2 separate regions of the Athene noctua genome follow, and region 2 is linked to region 1. Evidence: chromatin contacts called from public Hi-C data. All regions are on one chromosome and are shown on one strand. The core of a region is the stretch at or near the end of the contact, and the rest is flanking DNA. Distances in the headings are between cores, read along the strand shown. Region 1 holds the start of THOC1 (THO complex subunit 1). Region 2 holds the start of CLUL1 (clusterin like 1).

Evidence for each region. Hi-C and Micro-C count contacts between places; a contact is called where the count stands out from the background.
Region 2: a Hi-C map of liver shows a contact between it and region 1, with 6 times the contacts expected there. The contact joins the promoter of CLUL1 here to the promoter of THOC1 in region 1. A contact is called at or near these places in 2 of 2 Hi-C or Micro-C datasets (heart and liver).

Annotation. Positions count from the first base shown.
Region 1 is chr2:52,879,079-52,882,313 of bAthNoc1.hap1.1, reverse strand. It overlaps THOC1 (THO complex subunit 1), which reads left to right and starts at 1,478. Exons shown (of 22, transcript XM_074897755.1): 1 at 1,478-1,638; 2 at 2,414-2,487; 3 at 2,593-2,653. The coding sequence starts at 1,546.
Region 2 is chr2:53,052,859-53,056,304 of bAthNoc1.hap1.1, reverse strand. CLUL1 (clusterin like 1) reads right to left here and starts at 1,848. Exons shown (of 9, transcript XM_074899121.1): 1 at 1,714-1,848; 2 at 689-798. The coding sequence starts at 791.

The DNA.
Region 1 (3,235 bases), core at 229-2,728:
CAGAATGGGCTGGGCAGGATCAGCCAGCCATAGCTGGCTTTTTAGTGATGGTGATTGCTTAAGAAATTTCAACACTGGTAAGAAAAAAGGTGTGTGGGGGGGGTTGTGTTTGGTTTGGGACGTTTTCTTCCAGCAGGAAAAGAAGGTCAAATCCCTTTGCTTTGACAGCAAAAAGTAAAGCAGAAGTGGTGGGAGAAAACAGTATCTCCAGTCAGTTTCGTGGTGCCCTTGAGAGTCCTAGGAGAAGGCTGATGAAGAATATATTTGGTTTATGGCTGAACACCACACAGCAAGGGTTCCCAAATCATAGCTGCAAGCTTGGACATGAGAATGGAAGACAAGGCATCCCAAGCCTGGAAATGAACCGTCAAAGAGCCAAGTTTGGGAACCACCATTATTTAGGCTAGCTAGAAGAAGTGGTCTTTAAAGGAGCTGGGCCAGAAAAAATATGAATTCCACAATAAACATTTGTTTATTTTTGCAGGACATTTGCCAGTGAAGCAATGATTAAGCTTCCATTAAAAGAGACTCGGGAGGAGGTATCTGTAGGATATTGTTCAACCTGTGAACTGCTGGCGCTGAGGTGATTTTACTGACGATATGAAAATTCCTTATTATTCTTCCTTCAGTGATACTTTGAAGATGGTGGTAGATCGTGGCTTTGCAGTTGTTGAAGGTTGAACTTTTAGAACAATGTAGCAATATTATGCTGAGATCAAGAAAGAAAGTCAAAGGCATCCCTAATCAGAAGAAGAAGTAAATTGCCTTCTTTGAGCAAGGACATCCTGGAGCAATTAGATCTTGAAAAGGGTACATTGCCAACTTGGCAAGCAAGGTCCATGCATCCTTAGCTGAACTACTCTCATTGTAATACTAATAATTATGTCTATAGGTCCAGAAGACCCTTGCCCAGGTGAAGACCCTGCCCCTGAGCATGCATCGTAGTAGGACTATTGTGTCAGCAGTATTATAATTGCATGTAAATTACTAAGCAATCATCACAGAGAGGATGGACTTGGAGAATTACTAATTTCTTCAAGTTTTGTGTATGAATACAGCACGACAAGTCCCTCTGGTGTGTCTGATTCGTGGGAAGCCACCGAGCACCTGGGCTTGCACAACCCTAAAATAAATAAGCAGCGTCTCTCCTGGCTGTGTGATTATTGACCTAGTGCACATCGGGCGACGAACCCACTTTTCGGACAACACGGTGGCTAGAAGAACCCCCTCCGCATCCGTCACTCCGCCACACGTAAACCTTTTAAAGCCGTTTTCACTACGACAGCAGCCCACAACCAAACGCCGCGGCCTGACGCTGCCTCCCCCTCTCCCGCCTCCATCCACGGAGGCCGCCCCGCGCGCATGCGCCCCCGCGCGCGCTCCGGCGGGAGGAGAGAGCGAGGCTCCGGCGGGGGGCGGGGTGGAGGAGGCGTGGCCTAGCGGAGGAGGCGTGGCCTAGCGGGGAAGAGGCGTGGCCTATCGGGGAGGAGGCGTGGCCTCTCGGGACGTTGTCAGAGCCGTTGGGGGCAGAGCCGTTGTGGGAGCATGGCGTCATCGGCGCGCGCTGCGGAGCGTCGTTCCGTTGGAGCAATGTCGCCGCCGCTCTTCAGCCTGCCCGAGGCGCGGCTCCGCTTCACGGTGAGGCCGGGCACGAGCGCGGGCGGGCCGGCTTGGAGGCTCCTCTCCCTCGCTACCGCGCGGAGGGGGACGGGGCGGGAGGCAGGCTGCGCCTGCGCGCCGGGGTAGGGCTCTGCCTCAGCGGGCGCCGCCCGCCCCCTGCCCTTCCGCAGGCCCGGCCAGGGCTCCCCCTCCGGAGGGGCTCGGCCTCTCCTTTAGCGGGCGTTCAGGGCAGGCCACGTGAAGTTGGGCGACGGGGCTTCGTACAGGCTCGGTCTAGCTCGCCAAGGGGAGGCTCTGCTGTTCAGTTAACTAAAATTAACGTAAAATAAAAAATACGGTGTAACCGCCGCAACAAAACGACCGTAGCAACGCGCTTGTCTCTTTTGCGCCTCTCGCTTTTCCGTTGCTAGGGCAGGTGGCAGGTGGGGTTGGATGCGCACCCAGGCCTCTGGATCCCGGCCTCTTGCAGCCTCGTTTGTTGGGCAGGAGGATGGGATTTGCACAGAAGGAGTCGAGGCACAGAAACTTGCTCCATTAGGTGGATTTTGTTACAGGATGTAGTAATCTTTCCCACCATCTTCTTATCGGGTGTCATGTTCCAAATCACTTTAACCTGCCTGTGAGGCGGGGGCAGTTGTGGGGGGGTGACTTGAGACTGTTGTAGATACAGCATTGGTCACAACAGTGTATTCCTCCGTGTTTCGCTTAAAAATACTACTGCTGTCAGAGGAAGGAGGAGATCCTTCTGGTTTTGTACTGGTTTTCTGACTTCTCTTTCTTTACATTTTGGTAGACATCCACCAGAGAGGCTCTGAATAACAAAAGTATCAAGCCATTGTTGAACGCATTTAACCAGATTCCTGGGAGGTAGGTAAATGTTGCTTGGTTTTAAAAGGTGCCTATTCAGATAATTTTTAGTAATCTTGTCCTTAGTATTCGTTATTAACTGATGTGGAATGTTTGCATTTGCAGTGAAAATGAAAAGAAGTGTACCTTGGATCAAGCATTTAGAGTTATTGTAGAAGAAGAAATAGTAAGTACTTTAAACTGCTACAGTTTATCTCTTACTAAAACTCAAATTTCTATTTTTAAGTTAATATATTAATTTAACAGCAACTTACTTTAGTATAATACTGTTTATTAAAAGCATGAATTGTGTAGAAGTTACCTGATTAAGATCAAATATAGATGATAGATTGGTAGGTAGGACAGCATGGCAGTATTTTACAGATAGCACACTGTAGTGAAAGGTGTTGGTTTAGCCTTTTCCAGCATGTAATGCTTATGAAAATCTGCCACATCTTAAAAATTCTAGTTCATAAATATGCATTATTCTACAGTTATAAGAGTGGGGTGGAGTGGGTTATCTGGTACTAGCATATAACAAAGCTGCCTGTTGACTGAGAAGAATGATGAAAGGAATCGAATAATCTTTTTGTTGGTGTTACTTGAATTAATGCTGAATGTAGGATGTTAATTTTCAGGTGTAAATGACTGTCTATGCAGTAGGCATTACAGAGTCTTTAACGGCTGGAAGCAGTCAAGACATCTTGCACATTCAGTAAAGTCTTTCTATAGTTAACTAACAGGTCTGATTTAATAGATTGATTGAAGT
Region 2 (3,446 bases), core at 599-3,098, 170 kb before region 1:
TATCTGTGTTTGTTCCCTTGTCAGAAATACCCTGAATATCACTGGAGCTATACAAAACAACTAAAAGCCACATCAACCTGAGACTGCCAAAAGCATGTCAGTAATTTCTTCCTTTACCTCTTTCTTCCCCTCCCCTAACTTTCTGATTGTTACAGAAATATTGTTAACGTAGACAGAAGGAATATTTCATGGCTGATCCTCTTGGGTTTTCTGTCCACAAAATAAAGCCATGCTTAAAGGTGAATATATGCAGAATAGCTGGTTTTTTTCTATAATTTTATCTCATTTGTAATAACCACCTTTTCCAGCAAAGTATATAACTGTAGAATAAACATTTTCAAATATTATTTAAATAAACAAAATAATTCAGAATTTGTGGAATTGAATTTTGTGTTCAGTTTATGGTCTAATGATCTATGAGGGACAAAATAACCTATAAAAATGCTATAAATACTTTTTTGTAAGAGCATGTCTATCTCTTAATCACTTTACTTTCTCATCCTGGTTGTTCTTATTTCCCCATTGTGTGTGTGGATGCATGTAGTCAGCTATATAACGGTTTCTAAGCTCCACACATGAATGCAGATCTTCTTGACGCCAGTGAATGTGGAAGTCAAAATGCACCAGGACACTGGAGACCTGGGGCCAGGGGCTTCCAGCACACCCCTAATAAGAAAAGCATACATACGCTTCAGGTTCTCCCAGGAATTAATTTCTTCCTGCCTTGTTGGTGCACACTGGTGACCATTCAGCCATAGCACGTATATTATAAATAACCAAGAGGACTTCATGTTCTTTCTGTTAAAGAAGCAGGTCAGTGCAGTTAAATATAAGTATCTTCATGATGCTCAAATGCCTAGGTGTAATGTTTACTAAGTATTATACAAGTTTCCATTAATTTTGACTTTAACTATGTTTTTTGAGATCTATAATATGCATCTAAATGCTACTGTTAGTGAAAACACATGAGTAAGAAGCTTGACCTCATTTGTAATTATCTATTCAGACTAACTAGATGAATTCCACTGAGTTTGCACAGTGGTGTAAGAGAATCAGGACATATATATTTAAAATGAAAAGCTTGTGTGGTTGTCTATCCCTTTTCTGCCATGTGAAACACACTATTTATTGATTTCACGCTATGTTCTTAGTTCATATTGTAAATGCATCTATGCTAAACATTATTTCCAAATTTAGAAAGGGATATTTCTGGAGTGTTGTTCCCTTTCTTGTCTCCAAACATACAATTTATTTCATTGTCCTTCAGTATAACACATAATATAGCAGATGCAATAATAGGTGTGCCAAGAAATTGGCAGTTGGATCAGTTTTGTAAACAAACACATCAGGAACTGAAAGAAATTCCTACAAAATAAGGGAAAGAAATGCCATTTGCTTTATTCCCCCTGCAAAAGCAGTTAGAGGAGAAGGGTTTATTTTCTAGAATCCATGCAACTACACTTTATAGTTCTCATCTGATTAAGTGAACACAGTATTTAAGTACCTTCATGTTAGCCATTATAGCCCTCTTGGAGATGCAGTTATCAGCTGCAAGTGCGTATGTAAATTTATTTTAATTTATTTATACCCTGGATTTACTTATATAATTACTTGCATATTGTACCTTTACATTTATAGTGAAAGACCAATTAACTTTGCAAAGAAATACAAACCCATTACCAAAGAAAAGTAAAAAAACCCCAACATACTTACCATTAATACCGAAATACCTCCTCTGCAAAATTGCTCCCCGCGTCAGGAAGGGGTCGGGTTGTGTTCTGATCTAATTGCTGGGACTGTCACGGATTTTGCCATGTTCTAATTATCTGATGAGAAAGTACTTAATCCTATTAACGGGACGTTTTGTCATTAGGCTGGAGGGTTTTGCTGTATGGGACTTCATGCTCATCTCTGTGGGCAAACCACTAGGGGGAGCGTTGGGCAGAACCATATGATTTAATGCAATTTGGATCTGCTATTTCTCTGTAGTCGGAGGCCTTTCGTTTTACCGGCTTTTCCATCATCTTGCTCTTTACCTTAGGAGACATTTGCAGCTTATGTTCTTAGTGATTCTGTTACAATCAGTTTGTCTAAAAATAGCTTCCACCATTTAATCTCTTCAGCATTGTTTTAATTTGCTATAAAATCCACTGGATTATGTAATGACTTTCTTCATATACCTTCTGAAAACACAGAAATAAAAAAAAAAAAAAAATCAGGATTCCAGATGCAGGCTGGTATATGAGTAGAGTCTGAAATGAGATAAGCAAATTTGGGCATTTTATACATCATTATACTTGCTAGTATTTGGGGGTTTGCCCTCTTAATTATTTTCTTCAGTTAATCCATGTGTATGAAATATGTCTGGGATCTGACCAGGGTGAAGTTTTGGATACTTTGTAATGAGATATTTAAATACTAACAGATGCTTGATAGAAAATGTGGACGAGTACTGTTAGCAAATCATATCCCACCTTGTGATGTTCAGCAGTAATACTCCCTTGAAGTCAAACAGGAGATGGGGAAGTAGATGCCTGTAGCTGATGGTCTGTAACAGCAGTTTTAAAACATCCCATTCTTTTTTGTTTACCTCATAGTTCATAAAAGCCAACTGATGATTGATGGTTAAGATCTAACATGATTAATGCTGCTTAGGCAAGGTATTTGAAGGTTTTGTTTTTAAAAATGTTATCAGGAAGAGTGAAGAACCTGTTAAGTGTAATGGGAAATGCAAGTCCTCAATTTGCATTAAAAATTAAGGTAGCTCCACTCTTATTTTCTGAAAATTATGGATGGAAGGGAAATATGTATTTTGTTTTAATATATATGAATTGCTGGCTCACTGAAATGCTAACTCCTTGATCAAGACTCATCACTACACCAGACCTTTCAAAGTTCTCTTCTGAGGCAATACCAAACAGGCGCCCTTGCAGACTTCACAATCCCCTGACTAGACTGTTTATTAAGCGCCCCTGGGGCTTGGGCTGAAGTAGAAGGGGCAGTCTCTCTCTCTGGGCCTCAAGCTTGGCTCAGGTTTGAGGGTAAATGGAAAATACATTTGCACAAAGGAAGACAATCTATTACAGACACTTTTGAAATGCATGTTACTGGCCCACGAGTGTCATGAATCCTAGCAAAGACTTTGACCTTTCACTGCAAGGGTTTGCCCCTTCATTTTTGACATTTATCTTTGCTAATATTCGTTTACTAGCAAAAGTTACTGTTGGCCTTTCTGGACTTGACTCAATATAGAGAAAGCTTTACTCGATCCAGAGCAAAAAAGGCAATTTCAACGCATCACCCATAGTTCACAGGAATTTGCAAGAAAGCAGACAGCCTCTGCCCTGCAGGGAGGGAGAACAGCTCTCCTGCCCCAGGGTGGAGAGGCTGGAGGCTGCTTCTGGCACAGATCCCAATGCTTATTTTCAAAATTGCCCATCTTCTGA